2 separate regions of the Mus musculus genome follow, and region 2 is linked to region 1. A link is a contact called in public Hi-C data. All regions are on one chromosome and are shown on one strand. The core of a region is the stretch at or near the end of the contact, and the rest is flanking DNA. Distances in the headings are between cores, read along the strand shown.

The links. Hi-C and Micro-C count contacts between places; a contact is called where the count stands out from the background.
Region 2: a Hi-C map of cerebral cortex shows a contact between it and region 1, with 2.9 times the contacts expected there. The contact joins the promoter of Pdzd2 here to the enhancer-like site in region 1. A contact is called at or near these places in 7 of 39 promoter capture datasets (cranial neural crest, embryonic stem cells, frontonasal cranial neural crest and 4 more), 1 of 15 datasets of contacts at CTCF or cohesin (CD8 T cells), 11 of 484 Hi-C or Micro-C datasets (the G1E-ER4 cell line, cerebral cortex, embryonic fibroblasts and 6 more), 13 of 115 datasets of contacts at active chromatin or transcription factors (CD8 T cells, SST interneurons, craniofacial prominence and 7 more) and 4 of 9 other capture datasets (adipose tissue, embryonic stem cells, liver and 1 more).

Annotation. Positions count from the first base shown.
Region 1 is chr15:12,615,914-12,619,988 of GRCm38.p6, forward strand. The region is part of intron 2 of Pdzd2 (PDZ domain containing 2); the gene reads right to left. Among named protein-coding and RNA genes, the nearest start is that of Gm41273, 34 kb to the right of the region's middle. Within about 2 kb of position 1,903, at least 50 of the 459 cell types and tissues checked have an H3K27ac peak or open chromatin away from gene starts, as enhancers often do. A contact at or near this core is called in CD8 T cells, SST interneurons, cerebral cortex and 3 more, where this site is marked.
Region 2 is chr15:12,737,608-12,741,682 of GRCm38.p6, forward strand. It overlaps Pdzd2 (PDZ domain containing 2), which reads right to left and starts at 2,285. Exons shown (of 26, transcript NM_001081064.2): 1 at 2,010-2,285.

The DNA of each region.
Region 1 (4,075 bases), core at 653-3,152:
TTTGTTCACTCAAGCCGACCTTCCTGTATCAGCCACTTGAATAACTGGGGATCACAGCCTTGTGGCACCTGATATGTCAAATTTCAGGATTAATCTTCTTCAGTGGACTGCAGAAAATACTCCATGAGACCTCACATTTGCCACTGTGTAGCTAGAATTAGGTGACAGACCCTGGTGTTCCGTGATTCAGTAAGCCCAAGACAACCTTTATGACTAAAGGAGAGGCTTCTGACCCCAGCTTGACTCGCTTTCGAAAGCTTCTGGTGTCTGCCAGAAGACAGGTAAAAGTTCTACCTCCCTTTTCTTCCACTTCCTACGAATTCTCTGTATGAGAGACTTTGGAGTATAGCGTGAATGTTGGCATTCCTGATATGCCGATATACAATGGCTCTCACTTTCTAACCCAGAGACTGCATCTCAAGACCACCTGATACCATCAAGTCCTCTGTCTCTGAGCATGATGGAGCTGGACAAGAAGACTTGTCAACTAAATGGCCTTCTCAAGCAGACCATGGATAAGACATTATCTGTAGTATGGGCTGGCTCCTGATGGTGGTTTCCCACCTCTGCTTCTGTGGCTGCCCTGGTTCATTGGTGACTAACAAGGAGGACTGACTCTACAGATATGAGGATTCTGAAAAACCAGAAGGGGGCCCTTTGAGAAAATGTGTTCAGGAAACTATGGAAAAGGGCAAACTCTAATTCCAAGGCTTGTTTGTCAATCTTCTGAGACAGGTAGGATCTAACATGTTAACTAACATCTTCCAGTGTCGTTCGTTCCTGTGATGTCAAAAGTTCCCCTTGATGTGTAAACTGAAACCAAGAAGTAAGAGGCCATAGTTCCAACTCTACTCCTCCGCAGTACCACCAGAACAAAGTACAAGCACCTTCATTGATTTAGACACTGTGTTTCTTTATCATTGTGCTCCTTAAGGAAGGGTTCTGGTATCTTTAAAATAGTGCATTTGATAGACATTCATACAATCTAACATCATTACTAAAAGACTGAAAAAAAAAACTTGATGCACAGTGGGGGGATGCAAAGATCCCAGTCGAAGGAGTGACAAAACAGTCGTCCTTTAAACCAGTGGCTCTCAACCTTCCTAAGGCTGTGACCCGTCAACACAGTTCCTCATGCTGTTGTGACCCCCGACCAGAAAATCATTTTCACTGCTACTTCATAACTTTAATCTTGCTATGACTCATAATGTAAACATCTGTGTTTTCTGATGGTCTCAGGCGACCCCCATGAAAGGGCTGTGCGACTCCCAAAGGGGTCCGCAAACCTCCAGGTTGAGAACCGCTGCCTTAAACGCATGGTCGCTCCTACTCTAGGTGACCTTTACCGTGGCACACAGTTGACCTTGCACCCTTTTCTTTTGTTTACTCTTGTTCTCAATGGTGAGGAAATGATGTCATACTTTTCAGGTTTGGAGCTGGCTCTGCTACCTGTGCTCGCCCACTTGTTGAATAAGATTTCCTGTCTGTGGACCCTGGCCAGTCCAGCAGCAGATCTGCCAGGCCTGGTGACCTAACTCCACATCCTCTGTGTCTTCACACGTGCAAGTTCACATCAACTCTGGTGGCCCTGGAATCTGCCAACACCTCCCTTCCCCTGAGCCCGGGGTGTAACAGGCTAATCATCTCGATGCTCCCCTCCTCCAGTAGTGTGCACAGGCTCTGTGTTGCTAATGATGCTGCCGATGAGTGTAGGGATAACGGACAGCTATGCACAGGATAAACCAAGAAGACACACTGCAGCAGCATCCTTACAGACTGAGACCCTGCTAAAGCTCTCGGCAGTGGTACAGACATTAAAATAGTAACAGTCTGTGTAGCGCTGCTTCCTCTTTTGTCAGAGGCGGAGCCATGGAGCTACAGATCACCACGAAGGTTCTCCACGTATAAACAGCAAATAGGTTAGACGCATCCCAAGCGTAACACAAGATCCTGCTTATTTGCACAACCGAGCGATTCCTCCTTTTACAAATTGCATCACTGCAGTGCTTCCATAAATAGCCGGCCTCCCTAATGACTCAATCACAAACTCTTCTTTAAAAAAAAAAAAGCATGCATTTCTTTTTTCAAGATCACAACTCCCACAAAAAAAATATGCGGTGCAATTAAAAATGAAAAAAATTTGTAAGTAAGTGAAAAGACAAGAAAAAAACCCCTAGAGCTGAGAGAACTCGGAGTATCTTGATGGTTTTGCTAAAGCTCTGAGAAACCATCCTGGCTTGGTGCTCTGCAAGCCAAGCATCCCTCGGACCCCACGTGTGGACAGTGCTCCAAGCTGCTGGGTTCTGTCTGGGGCAGGTTCATCCGTTACTATCATTGCTTATTCTTAGCATCTCCCTCAGGATGGCCTAATCCAAGAAATCCCGTGACCCCCAGATCAAAGTGAGTGAGAGTCCACTCTGAGCTCCTTGTGAATTCTCTGTTGTTCATTCCTGATCCTTCCAGATAGTCCACAACAGCCAATGAATGAGACTCTAGAACTAGGATAGGGGAAATCCAGGGTTACCTGGACAGCCACTCCTTATAGATCTCCTATCCCAGACAGATAGGCCTCCAGACCCTTTCTTCCATTTCAGAAGCCTGTCTTAGTGGCAATGGAAATGCTTCCTGAGAGGAAACACAGAGAATCCTATTCAGCAGGCTCTATTAGTGCCCATTGTGTGACAGTCTCTGAGCCTGGCTTAGGAAGGCTTGCTATAAACCTGTGAGCGACGGGAGAGACACAGTGGTGACAGACCCCGAGCCCGTGACACCATCACGTTGGCTTAAGAAGCTTTGATAAAACCAAATTCTCTGCCGTTTTCTTCTTCATCCTTTTTTACTTCCACAAACAGACCCGGCTCCCAACGTGACCTACTTTCCCTTCCTTTGTGCCTATGCAGAACTGACAGAGCTATTTCTTTAGCCTAATACTATCAGCGACATGCTTTTCATCTTTAGGAAAAGAAAGGCCTGCGTCCATCTGCCAGAGGCCACAAGTGTCAGCGAAAAGACCGACCATGACTGAGGAGTTATGGCAACTTCGCTGGAAGACTTGCATGAGAAAAACAAACAAACAAAAAACAAAACAGCAACGAAATCTAGATCTTGACCTTTGGAGAGAGTTCACGTTTAGTTGAAAGTGTTCAACAAGAATCAAGATGTTATTAATGAACTAAGTGGCTGCAAGCTTTCTCTAATAGCCTAAGACCTCTTCCTCCAGTAGCCGTGGCTGGGCCTGGAGTCCTGCCACACTGTGACCCGCTCAGCTCTTCCAAACTCTGCATTGTGCATTAAAAATTAATTGCCCTCTTCCAAGTCTTCAGAGACTCAGAACATGGCAGGTTTTTAAAGGACAAGGAAGAAAGCTATAAAAATAAGGCTCAAGTGCTCCGTTTGGATAGAAACCTGGTGCTATTAGTCAAAATTAAGTTGGTATTGACTTTACCTTCTATTTTTACCTTGGAGGTTGTGCGCCTTTCAATGTTTGATCTGTGTCCCTCTTCAACACTGAGACTCCAAATTACAAGTGGTAACTGAGAGGCAAGCACTCGCTCGTGACGTTGGAAATGTCACTGTTGGCCTGAAACTCTGGCACTCCGTGGGGCTCAGAGCTTCTCTTTAATCCTCTGGGAGGAGAACAGAGCCTGTTCTGAGTTTACTAGACAGACTTCAAAGGTGACACACCTGTAGCCTTGAGAGTCACTTGCATTTACTCCTAGCCCGGGTAGCTCAGCCACACGATCTCCAGGCTGTCCAGTCGAGTCAGCATATTAACGCTGTGTGGAGTGGGACTCAGCAGCTTCATAGCCCACAGGGATGTAAGATGCACACCTCGAGGCTTCCATGTAAACCTCATTCCATCCCTGCAGCTGGTAAATAGGTCATCCTTGCACTCATTCATGCTGTGTTTACCATTACCTTGGGGGTAGCCCTGTGCACGGTACTGAGATGATCTACCCATCATCAATGAACATAAGGAATAGAGAAAGTCTAGGACACATTTGCGTCTCCACCATCATTTCTCTCTGCGTGGAACCCCACTGAGTCCCTAAGTCTGCTTAGTATTATAGGACCT
Region 2 (4,075 bases), core at 1,035-3,534, 120 kb after region 1:
CTAGCTTAGACCTTCACTGCCTCCTCGACCATCGCGCTGCAAGAATCTCCTCATTAGACTCGACGTCTCTCCTCTCCCTGTCTCAGTTCTTTCCACAAGAATTTCCCGGAAGCAAATACCTGATTGTGATAGACCCTTGTTCAAAAATCCCAACTATTTCCCAACTGTCTGGAAAACCAGATTCATGTGGGTCAAAGCTCAGTCTCTGGTGCCATGAAAGAATCCAAAGACAGGATCAACCTTTCTGCATACACTTCCTCCTCTAGGTGGACCCCCGCAAAGCTCCACAATCCCCACAGTGAAAAGGGGGCTTTGTTCTCCTCCATACCCCTAAGATGTTTTATTTGGAACTTACTTAAATTTAGCAATTTAATCATACCTTCATTCCTTCACCCACTAAGCATAGAGAATTTACTCTAAAGCCAGAGGGCTCTAGCTTGTATCATCGCTATAAAGAGACATCTCTCCTGCTACACTGAAACGCTTGCCAGCAGGGACAGAGTCTCTTTACTCTGTGCACTTCCCTTGGAAGCCCTAGACCCAGCAAACCACAGGTGCTCCAAATGATTGAAATGAATAGAGGAATTATCATACGTTTCCTTAAATAGTAAACTGCCGTAAGTGCATCCAAAATCAATTTCAATGATAGATGTAAAGCGCCATTCAATATCCTTTTTCTTTTTCTAGGCGGTTATTAACTATGCCAAGGGGATGCATTTATATACCTCACATGGTTCTGATTTTTTTCCCAACACCTACCAGCCCTGCTACTCCTACCCGGTAACACACCACACAAGCTCACACCACGGTGTAGCTTTTATAGTAGCAGCAGTTCCTGGCTCATCCAAATAGAAGAAGAAATTCATGGAGCTAGAACAACCACCCACAGCCAGGGGTGTGCTCTGAGAGATTTTATTCCGCCCTCACAAGCAGTCCTCCCACACCACACCTGCCAGCGTGTACCTACCTGGCTCCCACCCAGAAGGCACGGGCCAGAAAAAGCTGACCCAGTAGAAACAGTCGAGACCCTATCGCCCAAGCCTGGAGCAGAGATGAATGTGGGAGGTTCCTCCCCCCCCCCCCCCCCAAGAGAAGTGCTGTGAAGATTCAGGGGTGTGTCTGCAAGAGAAACTCACTTTCTTTGGTCACTCCACAACCACTTAACCTTCAGGAGCTTCATTGTGACTTGTCAAGCAAAACCCATGGAAGAGGCAAGCCCCAGCTCAGGCCTCCACAATGCCCAAATCTCCAGTATATGCCTGGACTCTGGAATGCCCCAGTGTCCGACTTTCCAGTGTTTGCCACCAGCACATGCCAGACCTGGTGTGACTCCAGGGTCCCTTATCAAGAGCTATGCAGAGAGCAGGGCTGCTGAAGGGCCGCTGGTAAACTTCTGTCCAGGGTCCTAGATGCTCCCCCCACCACAATTCAGTCTTGTGCTTCATTGGGAAAGGCGGGCAGGTGGTTTTTTTTTTGGGGGGGGGGACTTCAGGAAGAAATACTTTCCTACTGGAACATCCCTTATCTCCCTGGCAGATGACATTAAACCCCCAAAGATGCCCTTGCTCTTCATGCGGACTCTTTCTCGCGCCACTTAGTGGGCAGGGGGGTTAGCGAGAGATGAAGCGCGGGAGGATGGTCCTTAAAACAGTAACTGGCTAAGGTAGAGAGACAAACCAACACACTGGGATAAGGATTCTTGGCCCGATTTAGGCGTCCCAGGCAAGGCGCCTCCGGTTATCCCGCTGTCTCCATCTCGCTCCGCCCAACCTCTCTCCTCCACTGTGCCCCTCTTACCTCCCACTAGAAGGAAGAGGAGTTTGCGCCACCTAACGCGGGGACCCACTTGGGTGCCCTCACTCGCCTCTTTGCTTGAACTGGGATCCCCACACCCGATTGTCACTGAACTTTCTCCAGCGCACACCGTCTTGGGGTTATCGAGCTCAGCTACCCCGCTAGCCCACCCGAAGCCCCACCCCCGTCGCGGCTGCGGCGCCAGGTCTCTTCACCTGTTCGCGGATCGGCGGAGGCTCGAGCCGCTCCTGGAGCGTCCAGACTCAGGCGCCGCCCGGCGGTGCCGGCGCAGCTACCGCCGCCCCTGCCACCACCACCACCGGTGCTGTTGCCGCGCCTGCCGGGAGAAGCCGCGCCGCAGGGGTTTGCTGGTTGCCGCCGGAGGCGCGATCCCGAGCGTCTTGCGATCGGTGGGGCGCTTGGAGGGCGCCCGCCGCAGCCGCCCCGCCGCGTCCCACTGCCCGCCGCTAGTACGCACTGGCGCTGGGAGTGAGCTTCTCGCTGCGCAGCGCAGGGATGCTCCGAGCCTCCAGAATGGGCGGGGATTCCTTCCCTCTGCTGGATCCGAGGGGCGGGAACTACCTTCCCGGAGTGACAGGCCCAGGGGGCGGGGATTCCCCTGCAGGAATGACAAGGTGGGCGGGGATTCCCCCGAGCAAGCCCCTGAGCGGGGAGGACCGCTCTCCCAGGGAAACAGCAGTCCTAGTGCGCCGGCTTCCTGGGGATCCTGGGAGGAACCGATCCAGGGAGACTGCGGCTCAGAAACGCCATGTAGGCAGGGCTTGGGGCGCCATCTAGGTGGAAGAACTAGAGCTAGGAGGTTTAATTTCCTTTTGCATAGCACTTAACATAGCACATAGCGGAGAAAAATGTCAATTGCCTTATCAGAGATTGGGTGGGGAGGCCCAGGGAGACCGGAGAAAAGCCAACCATCCATCCACTGGCCTCTGGTCCTTAGGATACTTAATATAGTCTTGGTATGAGCATTCCTCGGGAGAGAGAACCTCTTTGCGTCTTAAGAACCTCAGAGCTGTTAATCCTTCAATTAAGCCGCTAGAGGAAATTCCATGGGCCCCAGGATGGAGGATTTGGACGTTGTGAACCTCCTTCTGAGTGAACCTCAAGAGCTAAGGCCAACTGCCCTTCGTTTTATTCCAGGTCACTGGGAAAACGGGAGCCTCTAGCTTTTTGGATGCTTCATCCCACAGATTTTCAGGAAGTCTTCAAATATTTTTGGTTCCCTTTTTTTTTTTTTTTTTTTTTTTGTCATCCTTGTCATTCTGCCTACCACAGGGAGAGGACGATAAGAACATAATAGGGAGACCGCACGGCTCTGCAAATTAAGCTCTCTTGAGAGGAAAAAGCTGGTCTTTTTCAAGTGCTGGCAGATAAGGGTAAAAACATAGGAAAAATTACAAACCTCGGGATCATGAGTTGGTGAATAATGCTTTTGACATTTTCTGCAGAACAGTAATTGGAAATCTTTTGCTTTGAGGGAGGTGAGGATACGTTGGAGCATGGCTAGGCTCTAGATTTGCCCAGCAAAGCATTAAGAGCTGCTCTCTTGGAAGAGCAGCTACGTCACCTGCAGCCCTCATGGAGTGTCCCTCAGCACCAGAGACCAGAGTAGACCCAAGGCGTTTCTAGATAGTATTTTCAGCAAGTGTTGGGGTTCTTGGATTCAGCTTTTCCTTGGCGTTTATAATTCCCAATCCACAGAGATCAATGTCTATACAAATCCAGGCCTGGGTATTATAAACGGCAGTCTTCACCGCCTGAAAGCTTCTCCTCCTGTCTATAGAGAAAACCCTTACCATGCAGAACGGAGCAGTGGATTGTTCTGTGTAGCGCTTAGGAGGTGTTCAATGAAATAGGCACCATTGCCTAGAAAGGTGTTATTAGGATGCCACTAAAAATCCTCCCACAATTATGCAGTGCTATCTGTTTGTTCAGCGATCCCAGGCTCAGCTGCCACCACCCCCTCCCAATCTCAGGAGCCATGAAGAGGCCACCTGTGTCTTTTAAGCCTCTGTACTCCCCACCTGGCACAGCGCTGCTATGCATCCAGCTCGCAACTGAATATGCAAATGGTCACCACTCCAAAGGTTCTCATTGCTCCCTCTCACTCAGCCGGTTCCAGTCCTTCCAGCCCGCTCTGTGCTCCAACAAGAAGAGTGTTTCTTTTGTCAGAAGGACACTCTCCCTTTCCAGGCTCTACTGAGATCCCTCACAACACAAGCATCAGGTGCCCTCTTCCTCCTCATCTGCTACAAAAGTAGCA